Linked DNA regions of Drosophila melanogaster: region 1 is linked to region 2. Evidence: chromatin contacts called from public Hi-C data. All regions are on one chromosome and are shown on one strand. The core of a region is the stretch at or near the end of the contact, and the rest is flanking DNA. Distances in the headings are between cores, read along the strand shown. Region 1 holds the start of RhoGAP15B (Rho GTPase activating protein at 15B). Region 2 holds the start of CG13004.

The links. A called contact is a pair of places that touch in the nucleus more often than the background predicts.
Region 1: a Hi-C map of the Kc167 cell line shows a contact between it and region 2, with 3 times the contacts expected there. The contact joins the promoter of RhoGAP15B here to the promoter of CG13004 in region 2. A contact is called at or near these places in 6 of 107 Hi-C or Micro-C datasets (the Kc167 cell line, the OSC cell line, the S2 cell line and 1 more).

Annotation. Positions count from the first base shown.
Region 1 is chrX:16,939,078-16,944,930 of dm6, reverse strand. It overlaps RhoGAP15B (Rho GTPase activating protein at 15B), which reads right to left and starts at 1,641. Exons shown (of 9, transcript NM_132955.4): 1 at 1,033-1,641. It overlaps CG13001, which reads left to right and starts at 2,060. Exons shown (of 1, transcript NM_132953.3): 1 at 2,060-3,845. The coding sequence starts at 2,349. The coding sequence ends at 3,356. wus (wurst) reads left to right here and starts at 4,058. Exons shown (of 2, transcript NM_001298426.1): 1 at 4,058-4,427; 2 at 4,940-5,853. The coding sequence starts at 4,958.
Region 2 is chrX:16,831,103-16,837,851 of dm6, reverse strand. It overlaps CG13004, which reads left to right and starts at 2,332. Exons shown (of 4, transcript NM_001258792.2): 1 at 2,332-3,240. It overlaps CG46306, which reads left to right and starts at 2,332. Exons shown (of 3, transcript NM_001347784.1): 1 at 2,332-3,240. The coding sequence starts at 2,761. The coding sequence ends at 2,853.

The DNA of each region.
Region 1 (5,853 bases), core at 392-2,891, 110 kb before region 2:
TCACTTGATGTGTTCCAATTGTAAACAAGAAAAAGCTATTAAAATAAGTAAGAGATGATAGATTACAGCTCTTCCCATTTAATATAAATATAATGCACATAGAGTGAGCAGCTAACATTATCTTTTAGTAATCATAATGTTTACGGATCATAGATACATTAGGCTCTAAAAATCCAAATATTTGTCAACTCACGAGTTTGTTGTATTTCACGTACCCCAACGAACTTATGCATAGTGTACTTTATTTATTACCATAACTAAAAGATCTTGAGAGGCTTTTATTTATTTAGCCCAATTTTCGGACTTATCGCCTGGATTGATCGATTAATTTGGTTATTGATTCTTCTGCGAAAGTCAAAGGGAAAAGCGCATCCAATCGGAGAATGTGTGTCGGCTGTCTTAATATGTTTATAATTGACTTAATTGCCAAACAATTAAGAACAGCAACAAAATGTGTCAAACGATGGAAAGAGAGAGAGAGAGAGGGAAGAGCGGTGGAGAGATGGAGCGAAGAAGCGCAACAGGTGACACCTGTCCCGCTCGCACAGTCTATCGCTAAATGGGAGCGATAAGCAGTTAGAAGCGAAATATATGTGTGTCAAAAATTATCATACATACAAATGTGTACACAGCCATAGTGGTTTTATAAATTTAGGAAAAAATATCATTATATTGCATAAAACGCATAGGTGGCAAAAACACTAAATTAAAATATAATACAAATATATAAACATATACTAACGAAATGTTTTTAAACATTTCAAAGTATAATGATTAAAATTCACAATGTTATCAATATTGCCGTATTTCGCATTATTTATATTTGATTTATTGTAGATATTACTATTATTTGGCACATAGCTGTCACTAAAAATTATCAGCCAACTAACACAGACACACAGCCCGTATGTAAACACGGATTGATTAGAACGCATTGAAGAGAGAAGAGACCATTGAAAATCGAAGCCCGCAGAAAAAGAGATCGCAAAGAAACTGCGGCTTTCAAATAAAAATAATAAAAATCGCTTTTACCTTTCGCTTTTTCCTTGTTAAAAATTTCGTATGCAGTTTCTGCGTGGTCAACTTAACTTCGTTTTATATTCACAACACACACAAACACAACCAGAGCACAACAATAAAAAACGAAAACAAAGAGTGTGAGAGAGAGGGAGAGAGCGGTGGGCGAAAAGCAAAGTCTCTGCTAAATTGCTAAGCTGATTTCCCACACATATCGATATTGCACTGATATTTTACTGCCGCAACTAGTTGACACATTTCCACAAACATTTCGGCCCAGTTTACTAATATTTGTTTATTTATTTATTATTCTTGCGGAATGAATCACTTGCGGAATGTTTCACACACACATACGCGCGCGTACGCATTGTTTGCATCTGTCTCTCTCTCTCGCGCGATCGATGTCTTTTTTTGTTGTTGTCTCCAAAAGGGAACAACAACTATTCGCTAAACAGAAGTTGACAATTCGCGGATGGAAAAGTCATGACCAGAACAAGATTCTTTGTTTTTGTCCCCAATGCCCGCTTTCCGAACCGGATTTTCCGATCCGAACGATCTGCGACCGATCGAAGAATACAAATGCATAATGTAATATAACGGGGCGCGCCTAGTGTGACCGTTGGCGGAAAGACAGCGAATGCCGGCAAAACTAGTTACTAAACTAGTAGCTAGGATACAAGTTATTAATTTTAGTTATATGTAATAATGTAAATTTTAATACTAACGTTCTTTCCATATAACTGAAACATTTTATATCAATAGTTAACTGAATATTATCTCGGCATGAATGCCAGATTTAAGTTTTTTGCCACAGCAACTGGAATTTACCGGATTTTTAAATTTTAAAGCAGCGCCCACGGTAAAATCAGTAAAGCACTTTAACTATAGTGTAATCATTTAAGTAAATTTGTACGTATAAGGAATTGGAATTGGAAGGAATTTGTTTTCTATTTAAAAAACGATATATACCGCACTGCCAGCTATCGATAGCAAATAATCGGCTGGTCGTGATTAAATGTAAAAATTACTTCCACGCTCTGGTAACACTGCATTGTATACCAGAAAAAAATGGTATTAGCATTAGCAGAGAAAAAATCAAATAAATAAAGAAAAAATCAATTAAAAGTGCGCCATTCCAAAGGATTATCCCAAAAGACGCGATCATCCATATCAGATGCTTAAGAATCGGCCGGAAAATCCGACATCGAACTATTAGGCTAGTGAAAAAGTGCAAAATAAACATTCGCCCAGTGGAGGGGGCCATACAGAAAACACTCGAGAGTCTTTCGAAAATACACATATTATACCACACGGATCGTTTTGGATCTACAATGGCCACCAGCGAGATCTCGAGCTCCAATGAGCGGCACTACTACGCCAAACTGGAGGCCATCAAGGACATCAGGGACAAGACGCTGTCGCTGGAGAAGCTCAAAGTGCGGATCATCAAGGAGGTGAAGCTGAGCGACGACGAGGAGAAGTGCCTGGAGGAGTACCGCAAGGAGATGGAGCACCTGCTCGAGGAGAAGATGTCGCACGTGGAAGAGCTGCGCCAGATCCACGCGGACATCAACGACATGGAGAACATCATCAAGCAGACGAAGGAGAACCAGACCCGCTCCTTCGACATGGCCAACCGGGTGTACGAGGAGTACCTGGCCCTGAAGTACCAGATTGATCACATGCGCCGCGACTATCTCGGACTAAGCCCGCTGCGAGATCTGCACGAGGAGGAGGGCAGTCCCATTTCGAAGGATCGCTTCCAGACCAACTTCCTTAAGGTGGCCGCCCAGTCGGCGGCAGCAGCAGCTGCTGCAGCTGCGGCGGCGGCCTCGGTTAATCAGAACTCGTCGTTGGCCCGTCCGCATGCCCGGCATCCTCTGATGCCGGAGGCCACGGTCACCGCGCTGCCTTCTGGCGGCGGACAGGGCGGCGTTGGTGGTGGCGGCGCTGCAGGCGGTGGCGGAGGATCTGTGGGCGGCGGAGGCGGTGGTGGCGGCAATCCTGGACACGCCTTCATGCCACCCGCACCGCCGGGAGCAGGCAGTGCTGCTGCCGCCGCCGCTGCTGCTGCAGTGCGTCTGGGCAAGGGTGACTTCTCAGCACCACCGCCACCGCCGCCGCCCAGCAATCGACTGCAGCAATCGCCTTCGATCGGCATCGGCCACCATCCCTCGTTCCGCTCCGACTTCAATGTGAATCTCCGCCAGCAGCCGCCGCCCATGAAGTCCTGTCTGTCCTGCCACCAGCAGATCCACCGGAACGCGCCCATCTGTCCGCTCTGCAAGGCCAAGTCGCGCTCCCGCAATCCGAAGAAGCCCAAGAAGAAGAACAACTAAGTGGCCACCGCTCCAGACCAGCAACTACACTCATCTTAAGTCCGGAGCTGGTTCCGGAAACTCAGCGCACTAAATCGAATGCGTTTTTTTTTTTTTGCCTCATCTATTTATTATTAATCCCAATGAAAAGTATTACAACGACGCAAGGCGGGTGTGCTCATGATTATCGGAGAAGATTTAAAAGAATGTCAAATACTTGCATTAATATTTTATACATTACTAGTGTATTTGAAAATCGATGAAGAAATTATTCATGACACGCCGGCCGCTAACAAATTCTCATAACAATTTTAGTTGGTAAACTCAATGAATTTGATTTTTATTTTAACTATAATCATAGGCTAAGTATTTTTTAAAAGCTCAAATAACGTGTCAAATTATCGAGAACAAAAATTTTGTTTATACATGTAAGCCATGCTAAATATGCAACTATGTTATATTTAAGCAGCAAAAAAAAAACACAAATATCAATAAAAATATTTCATTTTTAAATGGGTTCTTTTGGTTATAGATTAAATTATTTGGATTATTGGATTTGATTTTATATGTGTGTATTTTAATACAATAACTATAACTGATGTTTATATACTTGCATTATATTTTATACATTTTACATTTGCCATACATCGTTTGTGAACTAAAGAGTATTGTAGATATACAACGTACTAAAATTTAGATCCATGGTATTTTGGCCTGTCCCTGCACTTGGTCACACCTAGCTTAAGCCGAGCAAAAAGTTCGGATTTTTATTCAATTTTTTAATCCAGCCCGCAAAACAACAAATTCGTATTGTTTCAAATTGTTTCAATTGCAATTTTAGTGAAACATAGCAACAACCAGTTCAAATTGAACGCATCAGTGCACTTGGTTTTCTTTTTTTTTTTTGTTTTTGTGGATCAGTTTGTCGTTTTTGTTCTTGTTGTCGCTGCGTGCGTAGAATTTGTGAAAAGAGAAAGTTCTGCGCCGCGTCTTTCTCCGCCTCTCTTTCTCCAATTCTTCGCACAGTCGTGGCCAAGAAGTTGCGCCTGCGCAGCGACAATTTCACAAGAAATCGAGGTCGATCGCAAGTGGGTAAGTATCTTTCACGGAAAGTGGCCCAAAAAGTGATGTTTAAAGACTGGAACTAAAATAATAACAATAAATTAATTATATATCCTCGAAACTCTTTGCTGTATGTAGTCTTCATAAGAGTTTTCTTTATAGGCCACCGTTCTTTATTCGTTGATTTAAAATACGTAAAGCTTATCTTCAATCAGTTAAATGTGCTACATCAAATCGTGTTACTTTACTTAAAATATTCATATATATTTTAATATATTGTTATGTGTTGTATATTAGATATGCTTGTTATGTTATTGCTCAGCGTGCCACTATTTCAACATATATTACGCTAATATATTAAGCTAATTAATTATTTCATAATTGCAATTTTTTGAATAATCGTTAATGTTGTACTACCAATATACATATGTTTATTATGTTATGTTGTTTTTTAAAAGTTGTCCTCTTTCCATAATATTGTTAGTAAAACTACTTCCGAATTATTCCGTTTATCATAACAATTTTGCCCCCTTCCCTTGCAGTAATCCGATTGGAACACCATGGGCACCACGCAGACAGTATCTCCAGTGGCTGGAAAGGATAAGACCAACGATACCTCCAAAGGATCTCCCTCGAAGGCTAAGTCCAATGGCCACGCGCAAGGCAAGACCAAAAGCAAGGAGATGAACGCTCTGCCGCCCCAGAAATCGGTGGTCATTGCCTATCTATGCTGGCTTTTCGGCGGAATCTTCGGCCTGCATCATCTGTACTTGCACCGTGACCGCCACGCCTTCATTTGGTGGTGCACCCTGGGTGGCTACATGGGCATTGGCTGGATGGGCGAGCTCTTCCTGATACCCGAATATGTACGGGATGCCAACGAGGATCCCAAGTTCGTCAAGATGTTCGTGGCCAAGCTGCAGGCGTATCCGAAACCGCCGTACTCCTCGAAGAGATTCGTGGGCCAGGTGATGATCGGCCATCTGTTCGGCCAGGTGTGCTCCATGGCCATTCCGGAGACCCTGGTCGGTGGCTGGGATCTGAGCTTCCTACACTGGACGATTCCGCTGTTTGTTTCGCTGGGCGTTTGGCTGGTGGGCAACATTGGCCGGGAGCAGGGTGTATGGTGGCACTGCCTGGTGGCCGCCTATCTGGCGTATCCGGCCAGGTATTTGATATATGACGAGACCTACTCCCTGCTGCTCACTGGTCTCGTGGCGGCACTGACCTTCGACGGCTTGTCCAAGCAGTGGCGCAGGACTCCGCCGCGCAGGGGAAGCCCCGGTGAAAGGACCTTTAAGCTAACCACCGCCGTGATCATCTACTGCGCCTTCTGGGGCAGCTTCCTGTATTTCAACGGCACCATTTCGGACGAGGACGGCGGCGAGGTGCCCATTCACGAGGCCATCCATAACTTCTTGGCCTCCGCCTGGTGGACAGATCTGAAGCAAGCCCT
Region 2 (6,749 bases), core at 1,083-3,582:
GACTGTCAGATGTTTACCTCTGTTTATACATTTTTTTATTTATATTTTTTTGTATTATTACCCGCGAGGTCTCGAGATAAGCCTAAGCAACAACGACTTCCCGTCCCATAAGCCATAAAGCTTTGCTGCCCCGCTATCAATTTGTCTCCCGGAATATGAGTATGAGTCTCAAACTGGAACCGAATGTGGCCAAGTTTTATCCGGGGGATGCGACTTATCTAATTTTCTTTGGCAGGGCTTTTGGCCAAGATACAGATACTTGCGAATGGCAGTGAAGTTGAGATGCAGGAAAAGATACGCAGATACAGATACAGCAGCATGCGACGTGACCGGCATTTTGTACAAGTTTTTCCCAAAGGCGATGCTACGGGCAAATGTGGTGGGAGCGAGAGGGGATTTCTTTTTTTTTTAGAGAGCAGCCCGATCACGTTTTCGCTATAAAACCTTAAATGGGACTTTGCCTCTCTAAGTCCCGTTCTCTCTGGAAATCCATATATCTGCGTACCTAAAAAAAAAAAAGAGTGATCATCTCGAGTCATTGCACTGGTTTTCATCTGTTCATTGAACTATCCTATGGGCATACATACATATATGATATAATCTAATCGGTGTAACGGTACCCGGTGCTTCGTATCCAGGCTAATCGTGTCTATTCGACGCCTCATTCGGGGCATTGATAATCCATTGACCCACATTTATTTTAAATTAAATACTCGTACAATACAATACAACAGAAAACAATATTTGGATGACGCAATCGGGTTTTATTGTTCAATTTTTACGGATCAAAAAATTAGTCCGATAAGGCAAAAGGTAATGTACAGTCAAGCCTACTTTAGGACGTACCTTCTTGTTTTAGCTCAATATTGCAAATCAAACCGTAAAGATTTAATTCCTGCTATATCTTTTTTTTATAAACGAACTATTTTTAAATGAAACTACTGCTTAACGCATGAAGCAAACGCAGAATGATACGCAAAATGATTCCTTTATCTTATAGTTTTTATGGCATAATCTTTTTTATCTGCTGTACTCGTATAAAAAAAAATATTTTCATTTACCACTTTATAACTTCTAATGCAGTGGCTTCTGCTGCTTCGCAAAATCTGTAATCTCTTCTCACATCTTAGTGAATTCCCGAAACTCCCCGCTGAGATCCTAAATCCAATGGCTCACGACCAAGGTAAGCCCCATAAACATTTCTGAGAGCCAACTATCCGAAAAGACACAAATAAATACCAGTAAGTGAAGATTTCACCACTTGCCAGGCCAAGAATGTGCGAATAAAGATAAAGGAGCAGGAAGATAAGCGTGCAGAAGTCGCAAGACCGAAGAAAGAGCAGAAGACTCCAGACAGAAGGTGGAAAGACAGGCGGCAGAAGAGGTGTCTACTCTTATCAGTGCTTTTGTGTGTGCGTGTGCAGATCGTAAAGCTGCGACAACAACAACAAGCGTTGGCCCATCGCCGCCTCAATGTGTCACATTGGCAATCAGATAACGGCATCTCTTATCACCAGGCACTCGAGCGCAGAATCGAGAATGAGCGAACGAGCAGCAGCAGTAGAGAGAGCGGCGGAGCGAAGAATTGCGAAGACAGTCTTCAACTGGCACTCGCGTCACGATTCATACAGCTCACATTGTAGCTGCGAGAGGATGAGAGAACCAAACTAGTTCTACGAATGTTCCTAGAGATGCTAACGCGATCACTGTGATTTTGAACAGAAAAGTTTTATGATCAATAAATAATTCTTTTTTTTGTGTCTAAAATAAACAATAAAGACTTAAAAAATATTTTAATTTAATTCATTTAGGTTATGTTTTAAAAAATAACTTTCTGTTTTTGGGCAGTTTTTAAACTTTTTCTTAGCATATTCGTGAAGTTAAGCAGTTTGATAATTTTTGCAGCGCTGCTAGCTTTTCTTCCGTCAAGGTCTTGTAAAAGTATTTAAAGAAAGAAGTCGATAAAGTGTGGCAATCTTCAGCAATACATGCAAGCTTATAATTAAATTTAAAAAAAATCCAATCTATAGTATAGTAAAATAAAGTTTTTTAAGGATTCTCCACTTAAATACAATTGCAAAGTCACATAAAGTTCAGTTTATAAGAAATATTCATATAAAAATTGTATCATAATTTGATCTTTTAAATTATATTTGCAGTTACATTGACTACATATATTTTTTCCCGAGCAGTTGCAACATCTCTGGTGCGAAGATTGGAGAGCGGAGAGTGGAGAGCATCTTCGCGAGCCGCAACAAAAGCAATAACAAACGCCGCCGCCTCAGTCGACGTCGGCAGCGGAAAGCGAGGCGCTGGCAGCGATGTTTGCAATCTGCCAGTCGCTTCTCAGCATTCTTCGCCTCTGGTTCGAAATTCTCAGGCCGTTCAGAAAAGAAAAGCATAAAGACCCTACCGAATAAAGACCGTCGAACAGAGGAAGCGGGGGGCCATCGAACAGAAGACGGAAAAACAGAAAATAACAAACATCCATTTCTATATACCCAACATCGACATCGAGATTCCACGTCGAGATCGAGATCGAAGATGTGTATATGAACGCAGTTCCTGCTCGTAGACCGGTCGTCCGTAGTAGTAGCATCGTTGTGTTCCACAATTCCAAAGTTCAGTGAGTGGGCAAAAAAGGAATCCGAGGGTGGTGGTGTCTCCGAATCCGAATCCTAATCCGAAACCAAAACAAAACCAAATCCTTTATTACGAATCCTGCGCGAAGGAGAGAGAATCGATCCAAGATTTGTTGTAATGGTGCACAGGCGCTGGATTTTCTGTGAGAGCGGCGAGGATCCAAACTTCAGGAAGGAGCACTACGAGTATACCCAAAGCCAGCACCGATAATTCCAATCCAAGACGAAATTCCCCCCAAAGAAGTCCATTCAACTTGCTGCAATTATTTGTGCCAACGATCTCGAGATCTCATTTGCAACCGCAAAATAATCACAACATAACAAAACAAAACAAAAATAAATTTTAAAACAAAAAATCCCCCCACGAAAAACAATTGAAACGCGTGCATAATTGCTAATATAAAACAAAAGAAGGAAAAACAGAATTTCAGTGCTTTTTGTTTGTTTTTTTTTTTTTATTGTTTGGCTTTTTGTGCTCCTCAAATGTGAGGAAGAGAATTCAATCGAAGAATTGCAAAAACGAAACGAGCAAAAGAGTGCGTGAGATAGAGAGCAGAAAGAGAGAGGAAGATCCACGGCGGCCAAAAAGCATTTTCGAGTGAGTACACACAAAGAAATTCCTATATGCTACTAAAGGTTTAGTTAAGCTAGTAATAAAAGGCGATAATATTGTAACAACAATGCTTTAATCTTATAAAAAAGATCGTATATGCACATGAATATAGATTTTTTGATATAAAAGCGTTACCATAAAGTAAAAAAGCTTTTTAGTCAAAGATGATGTTCCCCTAGAATAATCATAATTTCAATCATTATTTAGCATTCTACAAACTACGTTTATATACCATGGAGGTCACAACTTTCCCAAATAGGCTTTTCCAAGTGGGTCGCTTTTCCGAAGTGTAACAAATGCCGACAAACATGTTTACCCCAAGTAACCCCCCGATTTCTAATTCTATAAATAAAATGCACAAAGTGGCAAAAGCCAGTGGAGTGAAAGGGATGGCAGACAGCTGGTGTGCATATTCGCATTGCTCTTCTTTTTCTTCTCTTTGTGGACCATGCAAATTGGCAACAAAAAAAAAAAAATTCTTTTTGAGCTATCCCTTCGCTTGGAAAACAGGTGTTTTCAGTTTCAATGCTTATCAGCAGCTAGAACAAAGCCATTTATTTTGAAATCCCCTTCCTTGGGAAGAAAAAAAAAGTAAACAAAGTGTTTCCACACTTCGAAATGTTTTTGTTTCACCAACGAGTGAGAAGATTCGTCAAGAGCAACAGCGGATAAATAAAATTTATTGATAGCAGGCAACAGAAATTAAATGTTTTCATCATTAGTTTCTATATATAGTATCGTTGTATATAGCCACTTCTTGCGCAGTCCAGCATGTGAAAAAAAAAAAAAAATACAAACAATAAAAGTAGAACTAGCAGAACGAGCCGAGGCACTTTTTATTCCTATATACGATGGCCACCAATTATTGTCAAAAACTTGACTACGTGACCAAACAGGAAATAGAGAAGTGAAGAAGCGAGCTGAACAAGTGGAGGAATCTTTTTTTTTCGGTTTTTTCTGGCCAAGCTTTCACTTCACAGGGGGTCACGAGTCCCCGCCCCCTCTGCGCCCGCTAGGCTTCTTCCCGCCCATCAAGTCAATCAAAAGGCATCGGGCAACAAATTCTCCCCCATTCACAATTAAGCGACACTCGGCGATCTGATCAATTAATACATTATACATTGCCACTCCATGGCAACGTCATCGATTCATTTGGTTTTGCTTCATGTAAAGCACTTAAAGATACAGATGTGCAACATAGTGGTGGTTAGGCGAATAGATACAGTATCTAGATTTTCCCATGCGCTTACCAATTATGTAATGAAAAGAGCAAAAAGAGTTATGGGATTTTTCAACAATCTTGTTCAACTTTATGAAGTATAGCTGAGTCTTAGGTTCAATAATAATTTTGTAGAGCTCAAATTCCTAGTTAATTGCCCTGTGCTGTGCTGCGTCTGGTACTATATCCGATCCGATTCAGGCTCCCTTGCAAAGTGGGCCAGACAATTCCCAAGAATCGGTTGCCTCGCTTTTTGTGGGCGTCAGTTTCGTCAAGTTTTTCTTTTTCATTTTCTGCTTTAGTTTTATGATTTTCTTGTCGCGGCAATTAAGGAAATTGTTGTGCTATGCTATGTTGTGTCTGTTTGTGCCATATAGATTGCCACACAACGGATAATGGTGAGGGAGGTCGGGAATGGCGGCCAAGGAATTTTAATTAAATTGTGCATTGATCTGAGCCACAAACGCAACTTTGCCCGTCCAACTATAGTAGTCGTCTTCCTTGGCGGTTTCATAACGTTTTTAAGGCGTTTTAGAAAAAAGGGGAAAATTGGTGTGGTGTTAATAAATAACATAAAATAGCTGGCATTTTCAAGATTAGGAATAATTTAGCTGCAGAGCAATTGATTGGAAATTGACTGTGGCATTTGAATGTCACCTTCAATAATATGTATCTATAAGTACTATTACATATTACTTCAGCCAGCTAGTAAATTCGGAGAAGTCCATATAAACATGGTACCAATGTATCTGCCTGTGCCATGCACAATCAACATGATATCCAATGTAATCCGATGAAAATCTACCCCCATTAAGTGCATTATTTTTGCTTACAAACAGCTGTATATCATTTTTCCCTGGCAACTAATCGGAAATCTGGTCGGTGCACAAAATCCCCACCAAGTATGTGCATAGTTCTATTGCCACATCTAATATATCTTTTGTGGCACTAGAGCTGCAATATTCCCCTTATCGGGAGTTGATAAGCCCCAGAAGATTCGAGGCGAACTGCAGATTCGCCAAATCTCTATATATGTACATATGTATATGCATATAATTCCATCTAGCTGGGCTGAATCATAGGGTATATATATATATATGGACATACATATGACGCATGTGCTCCAGAAAACAAATAGGGAAATTCACCCGTCTACTGGGAATCGTATACTTTTACGGCCTTGTTATTGTTTTTCGTGTCTAGGCTAATTCTTTGTAAAATCTGGAAAACTGGAGAACCCAGTATCGAAATAAATACATTCAAGGCCTTAAGAGCATAACTTTAAATGCGAATTTAGCGGGAATCGAAAGTGCAGCTCCCTCGAAAGCAACTAAAGTCGAGTCAGCAGAAATATGATACATATATGTACATACATACCACATATGTAAGTAAATATATGGCATATGGAACCGATAAATGTTCTGGTGATCTCTGCACTTGGCTGATTTGTACTCCAATTGGGTTTCTGGGCCACTGCTGACGCTCGAATCGCGATCCAAAGTCCCTCTTTTCAAAGTCAAGCTCAGCCAGTAGTAGTAATGTTTTATTTGTAATTGCCGGTTATTTTGCCTAAACTATATGCTATATGGTATATCTGTACTGTCCGCGATTTAGAGTTTTGCCAGCATTTTCTTTCGGCCCTTCCCTTCAGTCGATTTTCCCAGTATTTGTGGGCGTCGCTGACAGCTAATTTGTATTTTTAGGCAATCATTTTGCTATTCGTACTGCCAGTCAGCTGACAACGTGCACATGCAACCGCTAAAGATATATGACCATATCACACACACACACACACACTTAACCTCTGGATATATAATGTGCTTTTCAACATCTGGTCAATGACTCGAATCGATTTTCGACCCGATGCTGATGCAATTTGTGAATGGAAGTGTGTGGAACTACTTATATTCCAAATTCGGATATCGTCACGTAGAGTACTACGCATATCATCCCTGCACCGGAAGTTTATTAATCAAAATGTAAAAGTATCTGGAAGATACGGAAATGCTTGAGCAAAGATTGACTTGAATCTTTAATCTTGCAGCTTCGCAAATATACATATGTACATACATATATGTTTATGGCAAACAAAATTAGTTGGAAATACAAAGTTGGACCAGATGAAATTCGAGGGAAACAATAACGGGAAACAAGGGAAAAGGTTAATGCGCCCCGATTCTTACGCAAATCGATGTCGGGGAGTCTTCCCAAATTGGGTCCTCACCCAGAAAGCAAACTTTATAAATTAACAAGCGCATTAAATCATTCAAATGAG